2 separate regions of the Arachis hypogaea genome follow, and region 2 is linked to region 1. A link is a contact called in public Hi-C data. All regions are on one chromosome and are shown on one strand. Each heading gives the region's core, a stretch centred on a gene start, on an enhancer-like site or on the middle of the called end of the contact. The rest is flanking DNA. Distances are from core to core; before and after follow the strand shown.

Region 1 (7,709 bases), core at 3,793-6,292:
TGTTCTGCTTGAGTGTGCATTACTTTGGTTTGCCTAATTAATTAGCCATGCTTATCTGTTATTTGTCCTATTTGCTGTAATTGCATTCTATCTGTGTTTTATTTGTCTATCTTATATGTCTTTACAATTGAGAGATCCCTCATGTTGGCGGAGGTAATGCTGAGAGTAGTTCCACCTGTGATTAGGAGGTTTGGGTTGACAGGGGGTAAAGACTTAGATTAGAACTAGAACCCACAAATAGATTTCTGGATTTCTGGTTTAGTACACTTTTTAAGTTTAAATCTGAGTATCGAAATTTTAGGATCGCCTCTGCCTTTTTTAGGATCTTATATATTAATTATGTGGGTATCATTACCATACTGAGAACATCCATTTCTCATTCCATACATATTTCTACTGTTTTTTCATATGTAGGTCGAGATGCACCTCGGTGAGCGTTTGGAGGTCTCTATGCAAGTGAAGATATCACTTTTGGGGATATTATATTTTGGTTTTAGGCTATGTATTTATGTATATAAATTCTCCATATGAATATGTTGTATTTTACCCTCTTAGAGGTTACTTTTGGAAAAACAGGTGTTTTATTTCTGATTTGGGATAACTTTGGAGCTATGTATATATCTATATATGAATACTCCAGCTGACCTTGACTTCACAAGTCGAGTATGGAGTTTGATATTTTGTATCTTTTGGTATTCTGCTCTTTATGTATATAAGTTTTATCATTCCTTTTATCTGGTTATCTTTTTACGTGTGTGATGCGCTTTTCTTTTAGCGGTTTTTGTTTAAGTTTTTCTTCAAGACTCCTAATTACGAATTCTTTCAACTATATATATATATTACCTTAGAAGTCGCAATACATCACCACCTCTATTTTATGATTTAAGTATAAAGCTCTATATAGTAAAGTATTACACTGAAGGCTAGAATTTTTTTTTCGGATCAGATTAAGAGATTAGTAGGAGATTGAATTTAGGCTTGGGCAAGAGTCTAGGAATAGAGTTTGTTTTAGGGATCTAATTATATTTTTAAATTTTTAAGAATTTAAATATCTGTAAAATAAAAAATCAAAAATATATTTATTTTTTTCTCAAAATATTCTAGCACGATTCAGTTTAAATTATATAAATTAATCGGATCTAATAATTATAATATGGACAATTAAATTTATTATTAATACTATAATAAATTAATTTTATTCTAATTTATTTAAAAATAAATTATTAATCGATTTAATAAATACGTGTTGTAACACATGTAAGGTCTTAAAAAAAACATTCTTTGCGTCTTTATCAAAGTGACTCGTATAATATACCTTAACATTAACAATTAACCAATCCTTGTTCACCACCAACTACTCTGACTTTTCCTGTTGGCTCATGGCTGCAATGACTTCTATTTCCGTAGCCAAGGCTGATGACGAAGAGGTTACCATTCATATCCCAAACCTTGTGAAGGTTTTCAAGGACGGGTCCATTGAGCGCCTCCAAAGCTCTCCACTTGTTCCACCTTCGACTCTTGGATCAGTTTCTTCCAAAGACATCGTCATCTCCAGCAACCCCTCCATCTCCGCGCGTCTATACCTTCCAACAAAGCTCATCCACCACCACGACGCCCACAAAGTCCCCATCTTGGTGTACTTCCACGGCGGAGCCTTCTTCTTTGAATCTGCCTTCAACGAGCGCCACCACAACTACTTCAACTTGTTCCTCTCCAAAGCAGAAGCAGACATCTTAGTTGTCTCTGTTGACTACAGGCTGGCACCGGAGATCCCTCTCCCCGCAGCATATCATGATTGCTGGCAAGCACTCAAATGGGTGGCTTCCACTGATTCTGATCCATGGATCCTCAACCATGGCGATTTCCAAAGAGTGTTCCTCGGCGGCGACAGTGCCGGTGCTAACCTTGTTCACAACGTTGCTTTGCGTGCTGGTGCTGAAGCTCTACCTAACGGGGTCAAAGTGTTGGGTGCTTTTCTCTCTCAGCCATACTTCTTGAGCACAAAACCCATCGGATCTGAAGCAGTGGAAGGGCACGAGGAGAGTCCACCGTATGTGGTGTGGGGTTTGGTGTATCCGAATGCGCCAGGCGGGTTGGATAACCCACTGATCAATCCCTTGGCCCCTGAGGCTCCCAGCTTGGCTACTCTTGGGTGCTCCAAGATAATAGTTTGCGTTGCTGAAAAGGATTCATTAAGGGACAGAGGGGTTTGGTACTATCAAGCTGTTAAGAACAGTGGGTGGCATGGTCATCTGGAACTCTACGAAGCTGAACACGAGGACCATGTTTTTAACATTCACACTCCCGAATCCGAAAATGCTTTGAAACTCATGAAACGCTTGGCTCACTTTATCCTTCACTGAATCTTATAACGTGTCTTCTTCTTCTTAGTTACATATTACAGGCATGCTACTGAAAATTAAAATTAAGGGATGTATTGCAATTTGTGTGCTAGTGAGTAATTTTGCATTTGCCAAAGTTTCTTTCATAATACTCGATAATTAAAGTGATGGGTATGCAAGTTCTTGCCTTAAGTGTTGGTGTCTAATGTCTATACCTCTCAACGCAATTCTCCGTTTGAATTTTCAAATTTCAACTATCGTTTATTTTCTCTTTCAATGTAAGTTTCTGGTGGTTGTAGTCATCTTATCTAATTATCTAATAATAATAAAAAAAGTTTAGGAGCTAATAATTTTGTTAAATTCTGGTTAATATGTAAAAAAAAAAAAAATAAGTTATTGAATAAAATTTTATACTAATCTCATACCATTAAAATTATCTTAATAACTATTTAATGATTATAAATCACAAAAATTACTTATCTAGTATTTTTCGTAATAATAATAGAAACAATGAAAATATTACACCCTTATCTGAAGGATGATGGGTCTATGATTAATAATATTTGGTTCTGATTCCCTGGGCCCCGCCCTAAAGTTTTTTATCTTTTTCCTCCTTCACCACAACAAACATGAGTTGCCCTTGCATCCGACATAAATTTATTTCTGCGTTTTTAATACCAAATTCTAATTATTATTAAATTTACATATTATATATAACTATCTTTAAAAAATTTTAAAATTTTTTTATTTTTTATAATCATTTTTAGTCATTAATTTAATTTTTTAATTTAATAACATATTTTTAATTTATATTTTTAAATATTAATAATTAATTAATAACAAAAAAAATAAATTTTGATAGTCGTTTGAATATTTCTCAAAAAAAAAAAAAAGCTCAGCTTAACAAAGAAAAGATATTTGAGTTGAAGAAGACGACTCATTGAAAAGACGTGATAAAAAAAAACCATTAAAAGGAAAACTTTAGCTAGGTGAATTTGACTTGCAATCCTCTGAAAGTCAATTTTGCAGAAAAAGGGTTTATCTTGGGTAGGAATTCGGCAGATCTTGCGTGTCACTGTCACGTTTTGCACTTAACAATAATAAGTTTTGATATCCCTCTAAAAATAATAAGTTTTGCAATCCCTTTGAAGATTTGTACCAAAGTACATTACCTATTTAATCAAATGAATAATAAGATCAGACTGGTGTTAATTATATTATCATTTTACACTTAACAAAGAGAAAAACTTCCTTTTAAATATATATTTTTTAAGTTAAACACAAAGAAGGAAGCTGAAAGTGGAAAGATATCTATCTATATATGACAACAATAGTAACTCCCTTCAATAATCAATAATGTTTAAAAAGAGCCGGTTGTTACTTCTAATTAGGTGGTTACCGCAAGCAGCGGCAAATATATATGTGAGCCGTTAATATATACATGCGAAACTTGTATTACAAATCAAAATTTGATTGCACCATTTTACTGCTCCCACATTTTGTGCTTCATTACGCTTTCTCCTGCATACTATCATCCTCGCTTGCTTCCCTTTGCATATAGTCTCATCAGTTCAGAATCAAACAGATCGCTCGATTACATTTTTAAAGGCAAGATTTGTGGGCTAGCCAACTTACTAAGTATATGTTTTCTTTTCTGTTGTTTACTTTTGCTGACCGACCAAACACTTTCCATTGTTTGATCTTCCTGTTTTACTCCTTTTTGGATTTTTCAAACCGACTATCATGCCACTTAAAACTATAAAATCAAAATACGTCTTTCCACGCTATTCATTTGTAATTCACCCCATTTATGATTTTTATGTCACTTTATTTGGCCTGCAGTTTATTCTTTCGTTTGCCGCTTTACCTTAATACTATATATCATTGGAAACTGTATTATTATGTTAACATAAATTATTATAGATTATACTCATCATAGTTTATTATATAATTTACCCTGTAGTCCTGTACAATGTTGGCTTAGTCAAATTATTTAAACTTCAGAGTACGTGTGTCCAACTTTTCATGCGTTTAAAGGAAGGAAGAGGGAAAACAATAATAAAGATTGTTAACGTTTAATTGAATATTTAATATTTTCAAGTTTTATCCCCAATTTCAAGAAGAATAAAGGCTTCTGCCTTCTGGTTAGTGTAACACCTGTTCCTGCATGTTGTAGGTCTGATTGCAATGGCAATGGATGGTGTGGAGTGGAACTTCCTTAAAGGACCTATTTCAATAAAGTTATGGCCTCTTAGTCAGAACACCAGAGATGAGATTGTGAAGCGAATAACCAAGCACCTGAGCACTAATAAGTCTATTTTCACGCAGAATTTTGGGACATTGGATATGGAAGAGGCCATGAAGAAGGCCAAAGGAATTGAAGATGCGTCTTTTGCCATAGCAAGCCTTCACCATGAGACACAACCTGATGGTGATGGAAGTTATGCAGTCAAGCTTTATGCCAAACAATGTAGTAAGCTTGAACTAGAGCTTCTGACAACACTATCTTGCAAAAGTAGTAACTGGTGACACTGAGACTTGATGAATCTGACTTTATTGCTGGAAGACCACAATTGCTGAAGGAGAACTCGTATCCAAGATGAAGCAACTTCAACTCTCTGCTTCGCAATCGTGTTTCTACAATACTTTCTTTAATTTGTACTACTTTTAAGGTTATCGGCTGTTTCCATGTTTACTTTGTTATCTTTTTCGGTGTTTATAATTTCATAAGATTGTAGTATTTGCAGTACCAACCCTTTAGTCTTATCTGATAAATTATTAAATTAGTGTAGAAGTGGATATCTAGAGTTTCAGTGTAACTGGTAAACATGCTAGTATGCACTATGCAAGGACCCAAAAGACTCTTATTAAAATATTATGGGACCTTCAACTCTGCTTTATCAATTTCATATTGGAAAATTCTATGGTGTTGACAGTGAAAATCACAATGTGATGCTATCACTAGGTGTAGCACAATAAGGTGGTAATTAATAATGACGAGAATATGAGATTATAATTTGTATGAATAAATCAGCAAAATCTTTAATAATTAAAAAAAAATTGTGTACAGAGAAGGTGAACGTTGAACACTAAAGCACCCCCAAATGAACGTGACCTAACTTCTTCTAACCCAGTAAGTCAGTAACCCCCACGTCCCACCCCCTAACGGAAACTAGCCCCTCTCTTCTCGGTTCTCACAGTCTCGCTCTCTGCACCCCAGCGCCGGCGAGACCGTTCCTCCCACCACCTCCCAGCGCCGCCGAATCTTTCCTCCCACTGCTCCCAGGACCTCCTCGCGGACAGAGAGAGCACCACGAAAGCCCCAGCCACAGCCACAGCCAGCGCCCAGCAGCCCAGCACCACCCTCGCACAGTCGCACCCAGCAGGCCGCACCACGCCACCACCCAGCAGCGTTTCTGGCCACCCACAACACAACACCTCCCACCCAGTCACCGATTCAAGTCAGAGATGGAGCCCGAGCCACCGAGTCAGGTATGTAATTTGACTGAAATTGCTGTTCTGTTTGTTTTTCATTTTCAATTGCTGTTCTGTTGAATTACTGAAACTGCTTTGGTTTGTACTTTGTATTGTTGGTATTGTTGAATATCTGTTATCTGATAAAGTGATAATATCTAAAGATTTTATCTGAAACTGCTTCTGGTTTATTATTATTATTAGTTTTTCTGGAAAAATAATATAAAATAAAAAATTACTTTTGAAGTGATTTAGTATGATTTATCAAGTCTTAGAGGTTCTGGATCTTGATAGGAAGAGATTGAAATCAGTATGGTAAGATAAATTTGAATAATGAGAAAATGGAAGCAGATTTGAAGTATTAGATTACCTCCATCATTGTATCTGCTATCTTTTAATAGGTTTTGGTATTGACATCATGAAGGTAACATATAAATGGAGAAGTCTTGGAACTTGGGCGGTTAAGGTTATATTTCAATTGTGTCATCTGATGGTCACTACTGTTTGATTTGTACAATATGTAACAGATTTCTGTCTACCATGGTCTAGGTATAAAGGTGGACCAGCATTACCGAGGAAGTTGATCTCGCAGGGTGCTGCACAGAAGCAATATAGTGTTGAGGTTCACCCACTCATTTTGGAGTTGACTGGTGCCAGAGATAACAGTGTGTCAACTGTAAAATTAAGCAAAAAGGTACCAACTGATTTCATATGGGGTTGTCTTGTTGGTTTTGCGGTTATGTTGCACTAAGTACAGATGAGTATTGAATCCGTTAAAGTACGACACCTATTCAATTTTAAAAGCATATGTAATACACATTGGCATTATTATGTCAATGATATTCATCTTTTATCCAAAAAGAAAAAATACTGTTGAGTATTTTGTGAGGAAGACATTGGAACACTGACATTACTTGATAGCCTATTGCATGTAAAGAACATGATTTGCTATTATATGTAAAGTTCTTCTATTCTTTCTTATTAGCATATTTTCCAAGGCCATCTACTTTGGTTCTAACTTGGCATAATGTGATAATTGAAATGTTAGACCAACGTAGTTCTGATTATTGCTTTTCTGTTTCTCTGATATAATTTAGGCGAACATAAGGGACCTATATGAACTGGTGTGCAAAATCAAAGGAGTAGAACAGAAAAAGGTGCTTATTTATTTATTTTTATATTTTTTATTATGTGGTTATGTTTTGCTTTCTTTTTCCCTCATCTGTAATCAATAATGCTTTCCCCTTTTGTCTTTCTTTTCTTTTCCTGGTTAAAAATTATGTTAGGCCTGTATTTGGGATTACTTCAATTTAAACAAACATTCAGTGCTAGCTGTTTCAGACCAGACAAGTATGGTAGTATTTTTTTTGAATTGATTGAAAAAACCAAATAAACCGAACCAAATCAAATCGATTTTAATTGGTTTGGTTTGGTTTAGTTTAGATGGTCTCGCTAAAAAAACCGAACCAAACTGAACCGCAATTTAATTAGATGATCGGATCGGATGACCTTTCTCTCAAAAACCGAACCAAACCGCACCGCGAACACCTCTATTTCCAACTACATGGTAGACCTTGACTTGTTTGTTCTGGGTGAGTTATTTACTCCAATCGTTCTGATTCCTCTTTGTTTTTTCCTTGCCCTTCGTTTTCCCAATTTGCTTTGTTTGCCGGTTGATTATTACTCACGCTTCCTTGTCTCTGTCTTTATTATTGTTTTTGGTTTTAATTTTTATGCCCTCAAACTGTTTGATGAAATGTCACATTTATGCTTCCAAATACCGATGGTCTGGTCTGGTGAGTGATAGAATGCACTCATGTTTTCCCTTCCTTTTGATGCCTTGCGTATATCTAGCTCAGTGATGTTGATTGTTCTTCTAAAATTAACTAATTT
Region 2 (7,709 bases), core at 3,612-6,111, 180 kb before region 1:
TCTCTATGAGGTCGTAGGAAAAGCAGTTAACAGCAGAGGAAAAGATGAACAGTCTTCTCCTCCGTGGCCATGTGACCTTTCCCACCGCAGTTGTAGCAAACACCACCACCATTGCCTCCTCCCCTGTATCCACCACCATGCTCTTCACCGAGCGTAACAATTGCAACCACGCTGTGGTATAATAGGAGGCAAAGAGAGAAATAAAACAAAAACAAAAAATTCAAGATTTGACGTAAACCCAGTTATAAAAACGGAAAAGAAACCATGAATTTGAGAGAGAGAAAAATGTACCAAGAAGCTTACTGGAGAATCTTTCAAATTTTCTAAATATGCTATCTGTTTACAATGCCCTCCATCACCACCACAATAACGAATTGAAAAATAAGAAAATGGAGGAGCAATCACAAAATTGCAGTGAATAATAAAATTAAGGGGTTATAAATAAGTAAGAGTGATTCGTATGATGTATGGCAGTTAAATTCAAAATTTGAAATTCACTAAAAATTAGAAAAATAGGTAAAAAAAAAGAAAGAGAAAATTAATTGAAATAAAAGAGTGAATAACATTATTGGGAGTGAAAGAGAATAAGAGGAGGAGTTGTTAGAAAATATTAAAGACATTGAAGCAACTATACAAACTGAACAATAAATGCTGGGTTATAATTATATCCTTTTTTCGCCATTCAAATTTAAAATTTTAGGTTTTTGATACTTATTAGGTGAAGAGGAAATAAATATTAAATTAGAAGACGAAGGAGAATTAATTGAAGGAAGAAGTTGTTTTAAGAAGCAAAGTTTACTTGAAAAAAATAAATGATCGAATGAGAGACCACACATGAACTAACTGTTTAGAGAATACCATAAAATGTCCAACTCTCAAGCTCTCTTTAGCATGACACGGTGGATTTCCACTACCTGACAACCCTCTATTAATAGTTTAGTATTAGATATTAAATTATAATTAAATAAATAATTATATTAAATAATTAAATTATAATTAATTAAATAAAAATATAATTATTTATTTTAATTAATTATTTAAATCATAATTAAATCATAATTAATTTAATAATAATTATAATAATTAATTAGATTAAATAATCAAATTTCTATTTAATTAATGATTTATATTAATTATTTTTGTCATAATTAATATTGAATATTATTTATATTATTATATTAAATTAGTCGTTACAAAATTAGCCGTTGCAAAACTAACCGTTGCAAAATTAGCTGTTGAAAACTAGCTGTTACTATGTTACCATTATTATTAATAAATTATATTTTGTTACTCTATATATACCACTTAGATACACTTCTATTCTCACACTTTCTACTACTCTTTTTCATCTTCTTCCAGAAATCAAAGTTTTGCTAATATTATTTTTTGTTTGAAAAAAAGGATTCAAACCAACTCAACTCTTTCTTCAATTACTTACAAAACTTTCCTTAAATTCCAACTACCCAACAATCTCAAACCTCAAACTCTCAAGTTCCAAATTAAAACTTCACACTACCGAATACATTTCAAAATCTAAATCCACAAAATCTTTTTAATTTCAATTGTCAAGCTCCTTATAATAATCAATTTCCTATATTCCAACCGCAAAATCAAAATTCACAAACACCACATTTTCCATTTTCATCCATATTTATCCTGAATGGGCCACATTTATCAAATCAATCTCAAAGCCACAAGGGGAGAAACGTAAGTTATTTGCACAATACCAAGAAGGGCAAAGAAAAGATGTGGAGCGAACATTCGGAGTGTTGCAAGCACGCTTTGCAATTATACGTGGTCCAGCTCGTTTTTGGGAAAAGAAGAAGCTTGCCAACATAATGAGAGCTTGTATTATATTGCATAATATGATTGTTGAGGATGAAAGAGACACTTATGCAGAAAATTTTACTCAATGCTTAGAGTATGATGATGTCGAAAATGGCTTATCACAACCTCAGTTGGGAGAAAAAGATTTTGCATCATACCATCAATTTCTCCAAAGAAATGCCTAACTTGAAAATAGGCAGCAACATAGACAATTAAAAGAGGACTTGATTGAACACATATGGCAATTTCACAATACTTGTCGTTAACTATAGAGCCTAATTATGTTTTTCTTTGTATTAAGTAATTTTACAAATTAGTATAATCCCGAATTATATATTGTGTGTTATTGTTATATATGAATTTATTTAATATTAATATCTTTTAATAGTAAATTATTTTTAAATTTATAAATTTAAATACAACTAAAAAATGAATTAATACAGACAGATTTAGTCTTTATTACAGACGAATTTTTGGTTACCGACAAAATTACAGACGTATTTTGTCCCTCTGTAAAAGCTCATCGAAAATTATTCACCGACGAATTTTTTTCCATCGGAAAATTACCGACGGATTTTTACTAGTTACCGACGGATTTTTCCTCTGTAAATTCTCCATTCATATTTCGAGGACGACAAACTTTCCGACAGATTTTCTGTTGATAATTACAGACGAATTTTCTGACGGATTTTCTGTCTGTAATTATAGACGGATTCTCCGACGGAATTGGAGCCTTGAAAGCATTCCAAACTCTAAATACAGACGGAAAATTCGTCTGTAAATCCGTCAGTAAGGTAAAACATTTTTTTAGATTTTTCTATTGCAAAATAAACCAGTTTTCATACAAAATAAATATAAATTTAATGAATACAAATTTTCATCTAATTTTTATCTAACTTGTATCCAAACATTCATAGTATTTCAAAATAACCAGTATTTGATATTAGCAATAGAACCAAACATGGTGTTTAGTTTTTACAATGTATCAAGAACAAAGACCATAGTACCAAGTTAATTATCAAATTTTCATTGAAATTTTTTTGTTTTTACAATGTATCAAGAACAAAGACAATAGTGCCAAGTTAATTATCAAAATTTCATTGTGAAATTTTTACATAAATACACACAGAGTGATTAAAACAACGCTAGCCATTCTTGATGATATCCCAAATGTCATATCATTTCCATCATACATTTACGCCAGCGAATTCTTCGGCTATGCTAGTAGGTACCATTTTCACAGGAGAGTGCATATGTAGAGGACAGAAATTAATTAAAAATATTGGATTCATCATAAACTATTACATTGTATCAGTATCTTGTTTTATATGGAGATTTTCATTTTCTGTTTTCCTTTACCTTTGTTGTTCTTTTGGTGCAAACTTATCTACTAGTAGTTTTAGCTTCCTATATAATCCTATTTCTACTCTTTTATCACAGAAATAAATATTTTCAGTATTTTGAAACAATTTCATAAAATAGGAGATCATCAGCCGTTCAGTCCAATCATAATCTTGAAAAAAGTAAAAAATATACGGCAGGAGTTTCAAATACCCCAAAAAATTGAAATTGGCTATAGAACTGTTATAGAATAAAGTATCCATGTAATAAGAATCTTTGTTTATAGCTTAATACAATGGAAAGAGAAACACACTTACCAGTGATGCGGACAAAGGTTTCCTTTCTAGACAAATCAATCACATGCTGCAATGAGAAATCACCCGATCAAAACCATCGATTCAGCAAATTCAAATAAAATAAGAACAAGGAGAAAATACGAACATAGTTTACTCACACTAAAAATGTCAATGAATGATGCAAAAATGTGAGCAACACCAAAAATATGCTTGCCCTCTCTAACAGTATCCTTATCACATTCCCAATTGCACAACCAACATAACAAGTTCTAATAATGAAAAAAATAGCATCTTTATATCACTGGAATAAATATGAAATAAAAGAAAAAAGAAAGAATAATAATTAGAATAGAAACAAAACTATAGAATATACCGAAAAGTTTATGTGTATTGAATGTCCCCAATACTTAAGGGTTGTAAGATCATAAGCCCTTGCAACTTTTTCTTCCATATGATAGCCACCTTTAATCAATTCATATAAAAGAAAAAATAAAAAGAAAAAAACACTTATTAGCAATCACAAGAAGATGGTTGAAAATAAAAGTCTTTAGTTAAGAACTTACCCAACTAAACTATATCATGCAACGTTCACTTGATTGAATTTGTAATCCACAATGTGAACATTGGATATTCACAAGAGAGAGAGAAAAAGTTAGAGTGAAAACTGGAAACAGCTCATAACTATCCATACTAATTGGACAAAAAATATTTGCAAAAGGGAAAAAAATAATGAAGAAATTCAAACAAATAAATTTTAAAATGTCAACAAATGAAGAATATATAATTTTTTATTTTATTTTATTTTTTTCACAAATTACCTTGTCTTCCTTTCTTAGTTTGCCCTTCTTTTTTGCAACTATTATCCCACAAATGTGCTTCATATATGCCGGTCCATCTATGCCTAATAGAAGAAAATCAAAAGGAAAAAATGTTAAAAAATATATATATTTAAATAAAAAGGCAAAAAATAAAATAAAAACCAAAAAAGCAAAATAAAAGTATGTTTTAAATAGTTGATAAAATTAATAATGAAATGAAAATGAAAGTGAAAAATTTGACTAACCTTGTGACACCTCTGTACTGTGAAGTTCTTTGACCAAATGTCTCAATGGATTTCCTATGAACAGTTTGCTTACTACTATTATTGTGTCCTCTCTTATTATTCTTTGCAACTTCCACCATTCCATTATTATTATTATTATTATTATTATTTCCATTAACCCAGTTTCTTTAACATTACATAAACCAACGGAATGAAAATAGCTTTATTGCTATAGTAGTATTAAGAGAAAATTATGTACTATGAAAGAAAAATGTTGAATTATCCTTTAGAAAGCACCAGGACAAGATTCATTTTCCTTTGTACATTTTGATATTGATTCCTGTACAAGAAAAGCTAGCAACTTTCAAACAATCTAAGCTACCTTGAAACAACACATTTTCTCAAAAGCAACCAAAGACAAGAATCAAAGCAGAAATTTTAGGCGCAAAAAGCAGGGCATAATGGTAAAAGTCAACCAAATAAATACAACAAAATACAATGTCTAATTGAAGACTAAAACTTTCTCAAATTTTACAAGTCTCGTTTCATTTCCTTAATTACCAATAATAAAAAGGATCGTAGTTAATTTAAAGCCATATGAATTCATGTAGCAAAGGGGCATGCAAAACGTCCCTTTCAAAAGTACAAAAGGAAAACATTAGAATGAGTAGAAAAAATTAATATGATGATGAAGATGAAGAGTTTAACTGAATGTCACTCACAAAAGCAAATTCATGGCCAGGAATAATAGCAGCAATTTCCTCCAACATGGAACCCAGTGTCAGTGAAGGACATCTCCTGAGAAAGGCACATGCCTCAGAAGCCTTGGCCATGGCAGTTTTCTGGTCCTCAGCAGTAACAAAAGGCAGAATTGGTGCCTCACCCCATCCCACAGAGTCATTGCTGGGTTCAATTCTAATGGCCACGTTCTCTACCATCTCCAACCTTGATGATGCAACGGTAAAAGGTGCAATCAAAGGCACGTTCAGTGGCCTGTTCTCTGCTCTGTGCACATCAACAGTGAAAGTTTCCATCAAATTCTTGAAGCCAAAGGTGATGGGCGCTACTGCTGTTGCAGGTGCAGAAGAAGAAACCAAAATAAAAGAAAGAACACACATTTTCGTCATCTTTGGGAACACCATAACCACTGTAATACATCTGACCTACCAAGACCTGCATGTTTATGTCTTTAAGTAAATTGTTGATCTAAAATGATAACGAAAATGATCTAAAAGGATAAGTACAATATATACAATAACGAAAATGATCTAAAATAATTATTGGTCATGAAGTAGTACATACAAGTAGTACTCATCAATTATATTAGGCACAAAACAGTGGTTTAATAATAACTAACAACTTCAAGCAAGGAAAAATACTACCAATTACAAATGTAAAACATGAGAAAACTTACACCCAATTTCATAAGCAATCCAAGAGGAAAGTACCTAAATCTTGTGAATTGGAAAAAGGAAACACAAAAAACAAGTTCCGCTCTTTTCCATCTCTCTTAGGAAATTCATCAAACACATGGCAAGCATAACAATACTGAAGCGAGACAATCTCTCAAGCATGTTCCTCCAATAAAAATAACAACACAATTAACAGGGAAATTGAAATTGATACCTTGAGAAGCTCATTGGCTTCAAGTGTCTCAATGAAAGAGGTTGAAAGATTGGGGGTAACACCAGACTTTCCCACCAACTGGTCTTGAAATCAACTAGAACAAAAGACAAACAGCTACTTAAATTGATTTCCTGAACATAAGGTAATTGCCCATATACAGAGTACGGACAGACACAATATTTGATCTTAGAGTAAGAAAGACAAGAATGATAACACAAAAAAGCAAACTCAACCCTATAACAGTGACGTTGATTCAATACCATGACCATGATCCATTCAGTTTTAACATACACAAAAAGCATAGAATTATTCATATGATATTTTCTACCATTAACAAATTCTGTTAGATGAAAACCAGTGTGTGAAATTACTCCATATATATCATCATTAATGGAAAATCTAATAAATCCTCAAAAAAACTATTTGGTCAGTATTAGCATGACAACTAAAACCTAAGTCCTGAAATCTATAATAAGACAAACTACCTGAAACCCTGTGTATCATAAAAACGCATCTTCAAATCAGCATTTGCCTTTGGAAGAGCAGATCGTTTCACATCTCTTTCACCAGTCATGACTCTATTTCCTACAGCTCCAACAAATCTCTTCTTTTTAATTTTTTGATCCAACCTTTCACCTCCAGCAAGTTATTTTAATATGTTAAGAATCAATTTGAGTACATATAAGATATTACAGGCCTAAAACTAAAACTAACTTACCTAAACTATCATGATCAATAATAATGCAGTTATTTAAAATCAAATGCTTGTCTACTTATATAACAAGTATTTTACATCAAAGCATCTCCACCTTATGTTTTCATTCCATAAATTCCATTCATATGAATGAATGTGTGTTTTGGGGGTAGGAGGGTTGTTTTTGTTTACCTTCATATGAATGAGAAATCAGAGAAAGTTGAAGGCATAAAATAAGTGGCAAGCTATACCTAGACTTAATCCATCAAGCAAAACAAGAAAGATATTAGAGTGATTTTTATTCTACCTATCATTGTAACCTTTAAAATAAATTGTTGTTCAGTAAAGATCTTAGATTGATTCATATTCTACCTACCTGTTCAAAATCCTTGTTAATAATTTTTACAAAGTGATCAGGAGGATTCTGGAGACTTGGGCAAGGAAAACCATTTGATGAGAAAAACTGCAGCCAAAAATAGAATTCAATAAGCCATTGATTTACAGCAATAAATACATATATGGACAAAAGATACTGATTTCTAACCTTATTGGCAGCTGAGACAGGTCCGAAGTAGCTTATTGCTTATTGCTTATCAAACATTTATGTGAGTAACTTCTATTCTATTTTATTTTATTTATCTAATCACTAACACAAGTTGCATTAAAGACTTTACACCCACGCCATCACTAACTCCCAATTCCTAAAGGTCATTAGTATTCTGAGGATCATAGGATTCACCATAAAAGAAGTCCGGAACAACCACATAGTACCCAGAAGCTGCAATCTTGTCTACAAGCTTCCTAAACAACAAAAGATGAATAATGTTATTTAGGACAGGAACACATTGAGATGGAAATATAGATAATTGACAATAAGAGTAGA

Evidence for each region. A called contact is a pair of places that touch in the nucleus more often than the background predicts.
Region 2: a Hi-C map of an unstated tissue shows a contact between it and region 1, with 3 times the contacts expected there. The contact joins the promoter of LOC112801250 here to the promoter of LOC112801245 in region 1. A contact is called at or near these places in 2 of 8 Hi-C or Micro-C datasets (leaf and an unstated tissue).

Annotation. Positions count from the first base shown.
Region 1 is chr5:36,968,684-36,976,392 of arahy.Tifrunner.gnm2.J5K5, reverse strand. It overlaps LOC112801245, which reads left to right and starts at 5,042. Exons shown (of 4, transcript XM_025843877.3): 1 at 5,042-5,834; 2 at 6,366-6,510; 3 at 6,914-6,973. It overlaps LOC112801246 (2-hydroxyisoflavanone dehydratase), which reads left to right and starts at 1,150. Exons shown (of 1, transcript XM_025843879.3): 1 at 1,150-2,534. The coding sequence starts at 1,380. The coding sequence ends at 2,363.
Region 2 is chr5:37,148,039-37,155,747 of arahy.Tifrunner.gnm2.J5K5, reverse strand. LOC112801250 (small ribosomal subunit protein uS11-like) reads right to left here and starts at 4,861. Exons shown (of 8, transcript XM_025846953.2): 1 at 4,283-4,861; 2 at 4,028-4,055; 3 at 3,838-3,926; 4 at 3,623-3,733; 5 at 3,486-3,531; 6 at 292-336; 7 at 1-171. The coding sequence starts at 3,915.